Linked DNA regions of Anser cygnoides: region 1 is linked to region 2. The links are chromatin contacts, called in public Hi-C maps. All regions are on one chromosome and are shown on one strand. Each heading gives the region's core, a stretch centred on a gene start, on an enhancer-like site or on the middle of the called end of the contact. The rest is flanking DNA. Distances are from core to core; before and after follow the strand shown.

Region 1 (5,073 bases), core at 370-2,869, 75 kb after region 2:
GGAAGCCAGCTCTAAATCCCCGAGGCTCCCCCGGACTGTCCCCCACGGACTGACTTTTCTGCGTGGCTCCCAACCCCGTTCCTTGGCCGAACGTCCCCGTCCGGCTTTGTCCTGTTACTGCTGCCCTGGGCTCTGCCGGGGCCAGCTCGGCCGGTCCCCGAGCGGCTCCTCAGGGAGCCTGCCGCCCGGCCTTCCCTCGGCACCAAGCACGTAGCAGCGGCCCAGCACCCTCCCCCGCTTCCCTAAACCCCGCTTCCCCAACCCCCGGCTCCCCAAAACCCCGTCTCCGAGCCCTCCCCAACCCCCCCAAGTTTGCTCGGAGCCGCCGGGGGCTGAGGGGAGCGCGGGGCCCCCCTGAGGAGCGGAGGCGCTCGGCGGCGGCCGTTGTGGGGCGGCCGCTGCGGGGCTAACGTGCGCCATAGCACCCCGAAAGTCCCCTCGATTAAGGGCAGGCTGTCACAGCAAAGGGGCAGGCAGCCCCCCCTAAAGTCTCGTTGTGTTCCCCCCCGGGTCTGCCCTGCTTCGCCGCTGTCCCCTCTACGCGAGGGCAGCCGCTTGACAGCTCCCCGAGCGGCGCCCTCAGCCTCTGGGCGCCTCAAAGTCCTGCCCCAACTTTGTGTGTGTGTGTGTGTGCCGGGGGGGGGGTCCATCGCCTGCCACTTAGGGCCAGAACCATCTTTTTTTTTTTTTTCCTCAAAAAGGGGAAAGAATTGGAAGGCGACGAGGGGCTGCCGTGGAGAGCAGGGGATATTATATCCGATATCCAGGCGACGCTGAAGGAAGGAGAGTCCTGGAGGAGAAGGGAGCCCGAAAAGGAGGAAGGGGGAAGGTGCAAAGGAAGGGGGAAAGGAGGAAGAAGGGGGAAGAGCTGGAAACTCCGAAGAAAGAGGGAAAGAAAATAGGGACGGTAGAAGAAAAGTGAAAAGGGAAAACGGGCGGAGGAAGACAAAGGTGAAAAAGGAGGAGGAGGAGGAGGGGAAAGTGCAAAGGGGAGAGGAGGAGAAGAAAGAAGGGCCCTTCTCAAAATGGCATTGGGCAGGAGGGAGGGGGCGACGAGCAGCGAGTCTCTGCTGACAGCTCTGCCTGCGCCTGGCCGCCTGCCCCCTGCCCCTCTCTGCCTCGCACACACACACACGCTGAACTTACTTCTTTCTGGCTCTCTGGAAAGGGGAAGCGCCATCTTTGCGAGGCCGGCCCCTAGGTCTTTTGTCTGTGGCTGCTGCTGCTGCTGCTGGGGGGGGAGCTCCAGGCTCGGGGGGTTGCTGCTGCTGAGGCGGCTCCACCACCGCCACCACCAGACTCTTGTCCTCCGTTGACATCCTAGTCAGCAGGACGAGAGAGACACATGGATGATGATGATGGGGATGAAGATGAGGATGGTGATGGGGATCCCGATGCTCCTCCTGCTCCCGCGGCTCCTCTCCTCCTCACCTCCGCCTCCTCCACCTCCGCCTCGCATCGCTGGCCTCAGCCGCCGCCGACCAGCACAGGTAGCAGGGGGAGCAGCATGGGGGAGAGCAGCAGCAGCAGCAGCAGGAGGAGGAGGAGGAGGAGGAGGAGGAGGGGAAGGGAGGGCGAGAAGGGAGGGAGGGAGCGGGGAGAGGCGGGCGGGGGGGGGGGGGGGGGGTGCGAAGAGAAAGAGCGCGGAGGAAGGAAGGGTCTCGCACACAATAACACCCCCTCCCCGGCTCGGCGGGCTCCGTCGGGGCCCGGAGGAGGGGGGGGGGGGGGGGGGGGGGGGGAATAAAAAGGCGGAGAGCGAACGAGAGGCGGTGGCGGCTGATCCCCGCCGCTGGGCTCCCCCCCTCTCAGAGGCCCCGGGAGCTGGCGGCGGCGGCGGCTCCTGCGCTGCCCGGCTGCGGCGGCCGCCGCTTCATTGTGGGGCGGCCCTGCGCCCTCCCCCCGCGCACAGCCCCCGGGGGCGGAGGAGGAGCGGGAGCAGGCGGCGGCGGTGGTGGTGGTGGTGGAAGTTTTGACAGCTCCAGCTGGTGTGTGTGTGTGTGTGTGTGTGTGTGTGTGTGTGTGCCGAGTCCGGCCGGGCTCCGCGTCCCCTTCCCAGCCGGGCCGGGAGCAGGAAGTTTAACTTTTGGGGGAAAAGAAGGGGAGGAGGAAGGGTGAAAAAGGGGGAGGAGAGCGCTCTCCCCTCCCTCCCTTCCCCGCGGGGAGGAGAAGGGATCCCGGCGCTGCCCCGTCACCCCCCCCCCCCCCCCCTTCCCCTCCGCCTCCCTTTTCCCTTCCCTTCCCCCCCGACACATCGACGCGGCAGCCGCCCTGCTGCGGCCCCACACTGCGCCTGCCCGGCCCGGCCCGCCCGGCCCCGGGCGCCGCCACCCCGCCGCCGCCGCTGACCTCACGGGCGGGCTGCGGGGAAAGCGCGGAGCGGGCACGGCTCGGGACGGGGGCGCCCCGTCGCCTCCCAGCCCTTGGGGGTTTTTAAGTTATTTTACAACACAGCGCGGCACGCGGTGCCACCACAACCCCCCCCCCCCGGGGAACCCCACACACGCACAGCCCGGTGGGGAAGGGAAGGGAAGGGAAGGGAAGGGAAGGGAAGGGAAGGGAAGGGGGGGAGCAGAGTTCAGCGCTGCGTGCGGGGGAGACAAAGTCTGCGGAGCGTGGCCGCCTTCCAGCAACTCCTGCTGGAACAGCTGCGGCCGCTCGGGGCCCTCCCCCGGGCAGGGGCCTCGCTGGCTGCCTGCCCGCCCGGCTGCGCCGCGGCGAGGCGAAGGCGGGGTTCGGCCGTCCCTTACACGGCACTTCACGCGGCCCCGGGGGCCCGGGGGGACTCGCTCCGAGCGGAGACGGGGGCGAGCGGGGCAGCGCCGCGCCCAGGGGCTCGCCGCCCGGGGCCTGGCAGCGCTGCGGGCCCGGCTGAGGGGCGCCGCCCTGAGGGAGCGAGCCCCTGAGGCGGCCCCCGCCGCCCTCCCTCAGCCGGGCAGCGCCGCGGGGCCCCTCAGCCGGGGCCGGCCCCCTTCCCTCCCTCCTTCCCCGCTTCCCTCCCTCCTTCCTTCTCGCCTTCCCTCCCTCAGCCCGGTGCTCCTCCCGGCCAGGAGGTGAGCCCGTGGGGGGCTCCCGCCTCGCCCGAAGGCGTGTTGCACAAGTTCTCCGGGCTCCCACACACGCCGTGGGCAGCGATAGCGGCCAGGCTTGGTGTAAATACAAGAAAAGCTCCGAGAGCCCCACTCGGGACGTTTCGGCCCTTTGTCACGCAGGGGTTTGTGCGCTGCGTGAGGTCCAGGTGGTCAAAAGCTGGCCTGAGGTAGCACACGGAAGGGCGAGCACAGTTTGGGGATGTAAAAATAAACACAGATCGGTCCGGACCCTAACGCTGTTCCTCCTCACCAAAATTTTCACTTGTCAGCTTCAGAAGTACCAAATTAAAAATGACGTGCTGTGGCAAACGCAGCTTTTGCTGGCCTGTTTTCCTGGGAACTATTTCATAACAAAAAGCCTTCCTTGGTTCATTCCCTAGGTAATTAAATAAGATCTTCGTGATATTTTCTTGTCTATCTGTGGAGATAAAGGTGATACATTTATCTCCATCTCTGTACAAACACATACGTACGTATACATGATTATATAAAGCCACTCAATTTCTCAGCCATGCCAAGACAACCGCTGGATTATTGGCGTGACTTCCTTGGCCCGACTGCTGAAAATGTACCAATTTCTGCCAAATTAAAGAATACATTCTAAGCTAAATGTTTGTATTACAGTGTCCCTACATGACCACAGAGGTGTACTGCTCGTACGACTTCAGATAGCGGAACTTAGATGTTTACACGTTGTCTAATACATCGAATTTTGTTAAGTCAGGCAAGCGAACGTAAATTAACTGAAAACATTTCATCCTGCACAGGCCCAGACTTGGGTGGAAGGGAAGGGCAGGGAGAGGGAAGCGAAAGGCCACAGCCTCCACGCAGCCGGATCACCGGCGTGGCATTTGCTGGAGTTGCCAGGTTGCCATCTGGCCTGCTAAAAAAAATGGCCATCTCCTGAAATAATGACTGTGCGAGTGCGGATCCACTGCACATGCGCAACAGCTTGGGTGAGTCTAGGATGTGTCAGAGCTACTATGCATGTGCAAATTGATTTGAGCTTAGACACGTGAGCATGCTGTGGGCTCAGCTCAACTGCTAGGTGTATGAGGAATAACTGTCACAGCCCACGGCAGGGATACGTTCAGTGAAACCAATAGATTCGCTTGTACGTGCATGGTTCATCCAGTCCTGCCATTTAAATATTGTTTAGTTTCTTTAGGCCCGCTGTAAGTAGTTGACGTTTGGGGATTTTTTTCTTATTATTTTTTTCAAAAGCAGATATGTGGTTAGCACTGTTTAACTTTTTTTTTTTCTCCATTGTTTCCTATAATAACTATGTTTATACGTACTTATCACAATACAAAATCCTGGAGCTAGCTTTGGTTTAGCGTGGTCTAGGACAAGAGCGTGTGAAGGGACTTATGCCCATTAGTCACAGGGACGTGCATTATCTCGTTACATGTCAGAACAAAGCTGGGCAGGTCTGCTCTGTAAACTGCTGCTGCCATTGCTGTGGCAATCAAAGGTGTGAAGGACTGAAAGAGACTTGTGAGCAGGAACCCAAGGCAGAGATGGACTTGCAGGAAAGTGTACATTTGCTAGCATTATTTATATCGCTCAGCGATGGCAGGGGGACAGGCTAGGAGAAGCGGTGTCACCAAATATAAATCCCGTGTAGGAGTGCTTTGTTGATTAAGGACATTTGAACAGCTTTGTCAGGAAAATTTTTAAGTTTATAACTGGCCCGTGCTACCCAGCTATTATAAATTATCTCCGCATGGGAAAAGCACATTTCTACAACAAAGACATAATATTAAATGAACAGGCCCTCTGCTTTACTGAATGTTAAGAGATCTTCCAGTTCAGTGTAAGCTAACTCAGGTGAACTGAGACACCTATTTTTATTTATTTATTTATTTATTCATTTATTTATTTATTTTAACTTTCAAGGGCAGGCATCTTTGAAACTTTCAGCTAGAATTTTACATTGTCTTCTGTCTTGAAATAAACATTCCTGTGTTCTTCGTATGGT
Region 2 (4,982 bases), core at 1,401-3,900:
ATGCAGTTACTATCAGATTCCAAATATACTGCATTTTTTTTGATACATAAAACACCTTCCACTTCATTTCCGCACGTTCTGTACACCTGTTTCTAGCTTTCAGATGCCTGATCATAAAATCCTAATAAGAGGGTATATGCATAATGATTGTGCACAGGACAGACGCGAAGGTCTTGGTTTTAACTCCAGACAACATTTGTCTGTATGTACTCTTAACATGTTTGCCAATGACCACACACAGATCCGTATGTTTATGTAGAACATGCTCAAATGACGCTTTAGAGTTCTACATAAAATTTTTAAAAGGTAAAAACATAGCATGAACAGAAGAACCACATAAGAAAACTGCATCAATGCAACAGATGCGTAATACAGATTTAAGTACAAACACATTATTGATAAATGAGTATCTGCTTAAAAACAGAATTTGCAGAAATCAATGGATATATCTTAAAAAGAAGTTTCTAATTCAGCCGTGGGAAAAGACAGTGTAAATGATGAATACTTCCAAAGGAATTCTGTGACAGCTTTTTCCTAGATTTGAAACAATGCTGTACATTAGCTGCTGAAATTAGATACTGCAGTTGGCCAACTTAATAATTCAGCCACAAAAAAACTCCCTCAAAAATTCTGCAATAGCCTGGGAAGAGTCCTCTACAAATAATAATGACAAAATAATTTATATTGATCACTCCCCCATCCCCACACACTATAGTATAACTATTTAAAACAAAAGTTGTTGTTTTAAATTAGACTTTGAAATCAATTTTCACACTCATGAAAGAATAACATTTATATTACTGCACAGGTTTAAACAGAAATGTATTTCCATTTTTGAGTCAAAATATGTGAGTGGACTACTGGCATCAAAAGAATGTGGACACAGACGCTTTCTGAAAAAGTCATTCATAATTGAATAAAAAGAGAAGCTACGTTAAAACAAAAGCATAAAAGCATACAAACCAGACAGTTTTCTTACAGAGAAGTGTGCAAGTGTGTTATATCTCTATTGTTTTATCAATACCTGCTCTTTTAAATCTTTCCTTCCATTATTTCAGATAATCCATAAGAGCAGCATGAAGTTAGGTGAGGCTACAAGATTGGGACTTTAAAAATTGTATTAAGCTGTGTCTCATTTCTTTTCCTCTTTTTTTCCACAAAATACAGCTGTGATACTGAGATGTTACTACCTGAACAACAACAGTTCAGTAGCAGATTACAACTATTTCCTCATATAGTCATAGAATCCTTTAGGTTGGAAACAAAACATCGTCCACGACCTGCTAAGATTCTGTCCAGTACTGTACAGAAACATCACAAAACACTGGTAAAAGCTAAGAAAGCACAATCAAATACTTTACAAACACCAGAGCACAGAAAATGAACAGCTGAATAACTTCACTCATTGTCACTGCAGCTACTGGTGTATGCGAAACAATGAAGAAGAGCAACATATCTTACCTGTTGGCTCAAATAAGGCTTGAACATCAATGTCATCTGGTAAGCCAACTAAACTGAGTTCATCCCAGAATTTGACAACCTGATCGTCGGAAGCAGTTTGGGTGCTTACACTTGTACATGATGCTATACTCGATCGAGATCTGTATCAGGAAGAAGAAAAAAAAACACCTCAGAAGTGACCACATAATTCATTCGATTAGCTAGATACTTGTAAATGATACAAAACTCAGGTAGAACAAAGTTTTCCAAACATATTAAAATATAATCAACATGACCAAAAATCTGAGAATTGGAGAATTAAGTAACAGCGAGCAGTCTGTTACTCTGGGGAAGACAAGATGGAGAAGGAAGCCAAGAGGGTGCTAAAGGTGGGGAGCATCAACCTCGGTTGCAGCGGATAAGTAAGAAAAAAGGGGAGGGGTAGGGACAGCAGGAAGGAATGCGGGGGGATTCAGAAATCCAGTGATATAAAGGTTACTACCTTGTGCTGACATGGGCGTATCTCATTTCTAACTGTATTAATTTGTTCCCCAAATTCTAATCTTAACAGAAAACAGGTAATAACACTCAGATTAGTCAACTAACAGAAGGAAGTGGTGATTCCTCCTGCTTTATTTCCTGCAGGCAAAAATTTATCTTGGACATCTGAGGATCTGCATTAAGCTTACTTACTCAAGAGATCTGACCTCATTCAATGCTTCACTGGTTAGCAGGAAAGAGGGTGGTGGTGTGTTTTTTTTCTATTAACGTTCTTTGAACTTCATTATTCTCTCCCATTAGTAACTCAAAGTTGTACATTTATTGTTTCTTCCGAGTTTGTATAGTTGAGACAGCATAAAAATACCTTTCTGCTGACTTCTCTCCTTCTGCGCACAACCACTAAAAAAGGACACTAAAAATGACCTGGTGCCAAGAGCTACAGTAAACAACGGACTTGTAACCTGTGATAACACTGCCTTCCTAAATACTACGTGTGCTCTACTCCAAAAACAACATTCAGAAATATACAGGGAAAAATCAATAAAAAACTTGTGGGAAAAAAAAAAAGAGAGAGAGAGAAACAACCCTCTTGTACTGCCAGAGAGAGCTTAAAAGTTTTTAATTACTAAATGATATTCTAATGACTCATGACAGTTAGCTCCAGCACTATCAGCAGTGCGATGCCCCTTACAGAGCACCGAATTAACCCGCTCTGGTCTACAAAACTCCCTCCTGAACAGCCCCCACGCTCAGCAGAGCCAGTTCCAACATTCAACCACCACTCAAAACACCAAAACTGAAAAAAAAAATTAAAAAACAATTAAACCCCAACTGACACGGCATTTCTCACAGGATCCAATCCAGTCAGCAAACATCCTCATTTACTCTGCAGTTTTATCCTGAAGTGAAACACACTCCGCCCCAGCCTGTTTTTTTTTTTTTTTTTTACTTTGTGTTTTTTTAAGGCACTATTTGACGTGCATATCAAACACCGAGGAACCGTGTGAGGCGAGGGGGTAGCTCTGTGAGGCTGAAGAGAACCTGTTTTCCCCCGCCAGCACCCTCCAACGCCCACTTTTACAATGTTGACAGAGTCGTACGGCAGCATGCTGTCGGCCTGACCAAGCACAAAACTACCTCCGCCAGCAAGCCGGGCCCAAGTACTGAACCTTAACAAGTCCCGTTGGGCACACCCAGCCGAAAATACGTCACCAAAGTGCTCCTGTCAGATCTGGCACCCCTAGGAGCGAAGCTGGGTGGCAAAGAGCCATGCACCACACAGCCGCAGCTGCCCTGCCAGCGGCTGCAGGACCCCGTTCGTGGCTCCATCTTAAAGCAGGGGGGCCGCTGCTGCTCCCTTCCCTTCCCTTCTTTTCCCTTCTTTTCTTTTCCCTTCCTTCCCTGCACTTCCCTCAGCTTCCCTCAGCCGGGCCTCGGGGCTGGCGGCGGCCCCGCGCCCACAGCCAATCCCCGACATCCAGCACGGCCCCGCTGGGGGATCAGCCTAACAACCCGCTTGTCTGATTAGTCACATCCGAAGCGTCGTCGCCGTATCTTTAATAAAACCTATCTGCGGAGTTGTGTTTGTGTTCCTGCCATTTTTCAGAATTAGTGAGTTTGGTAATTCAGGGCGTGGAACACTTCCCCTCTGAGCTGAGAGCTGGGACTGTTCAGCTGGAGGTGAGGGGGAGATACCAACATCTATAAATACCTGGTGGTATTTCAGTGCTATTCTCAGTGGTGCCCAGTGCCAGGACAGGAGGCAGTGGGCCCAGCCTGGAGCCCAGGAGGTTCCCCTGACCCCCAGGCTGCCCAGAGGCTGTGGGGTCTCCTCCTTGGAGAGCTCCAAAAGCCGCCTGGCCATGGGCCTGGGCACCCTGCGCGGGGTGGCCCTGCTGGGGCAGGGGCTGGGCCCGAGGGACCCTGAGGTGCTGCCAGCCTCACCACGCTGCGATTCTGTGATACTGAAAGGTGGCACCTACCTGACAGGACACAGGATACCGCTAGTACAGTGACTGACAACACTGTTTTAGGAAAGCTAATGAACACCACTTCCAAAGGGTACTGAACATGCTACGTGTGTGTAACTTTCCTGTCACAGTGGCATGAACCAGTTTTGGAGGACATGGGGAAAATGCTTCCAAGAGATGGAGAGAGGCTTCTATTTACTCCATTGTACAAAATAAATGGCACTTCAGAAATCCATTATCTTCTATCCTTTTGCATACTGTCTTCCATTTACTTTCACAGAATCACACAGAATTGTAGGGGTTGGAAGAGATCAGGTCCAACCCCCAACCCCAATACTTTGAATTCACAATAAGATCTGTGCTTTCACAATAACTTCTAAATAATCTTTTCTATAGTCTTCTATTCAAGATTCTCACTTAAAAGGAGAAACCAATCTTTAAGAAGTGAAAAAGAGGCAACCATTTCTGTGTGAAATCAGGAGTTCAACCTAGTGATCTTTGTGGGCCCCTTCCAACTTAGGATATTCTACAGTTCCTACAGGATTTCCTATACTGCTTGCATTCTTTCAAAATAAAAAAAATAAAAAAATATATAAAAAATAAAAACCAAAACAAGCCTACTTATATTAATGAACCACATTAAATTTTCACAAATGCAACAGTACAAGTACCTCTAAACATACTTTGTGAGCTGCAGAGGAATCAAAACCATAAAACTATAGATCCTGTAAAACTGACTTACTTCTTCTGTCCTCTTTGTTTGCGCGGCACTGAGTTTTGCCTTGGAGTTTTCTCGCAAGCTCCATCGGTGCTGTCGCTGGCTTCGCTCTTGTTTAAAGGCTGGTTTTTCCATGGGATAACATACCCAGGAGTTGGACTGAATTGTTTTAAGTCTCCTTGTCCTAATGAGCTTCGTTCACCACAGTAACAAAAGGCGCAGAGTTGTTCGCTGTGGGAGGGAAGATAATTATTGCTTTGTGGGGAGGGGGGAAACGGCAGAGATATTCCATCCCAGATCAACTTCCACGCCAATTTAACCCATCACAGAAAAGCAACAACAGCTCACAAGTG

Evidence for each region. A called contact is a pair of places that touch in the nucleus more often than the background predicts.
Region 1: a contact with region 2 is called in a Hi-C map of liver, with 1.8 times the contacts expected there. The contact joins the promoter of KMT2C here to the enhancer-like site in region 2. A contact is called at or near these places in 2 of 7 Hi-C or Micro-C datasets (both in liver).

What each region holds. Positions count from the first base shown.
Region 1 is chr2:7,697,834-7,702,906 of Taihu_goose_T2T_genome, forward strand. It overlaps KMT2C (lysine methyltransferase 2C), which reads right to left and starts at 1,620. Exons shown (of 61, transcript XM_066991125.1): 1 at 1,432-1,620; 2 at 1,147-1,320. The coding sequence starts at 1,319.
Region 2 is chr2:7,621,806-7,626,787 of Taihu_goose_T2T_genome, forward strand. KMT2C (lysine methyltransferase 2C) reads right to left here. Exons shown (of 61, transcript XM_066991125.1): 5 at 4,654-4,860; 6 at 1,462-1,601. Among named protein-coding and RNA genes, the nearest start is that of KMT2C, 75 kb to the right of the region's middle. Within about 2 kb of position 2,651, at least 3 of the 3 cell types and tissues checked have open chromatin away from gene starts, as enhancers often do. A contact at or near this core is called in liver, where this site is marked.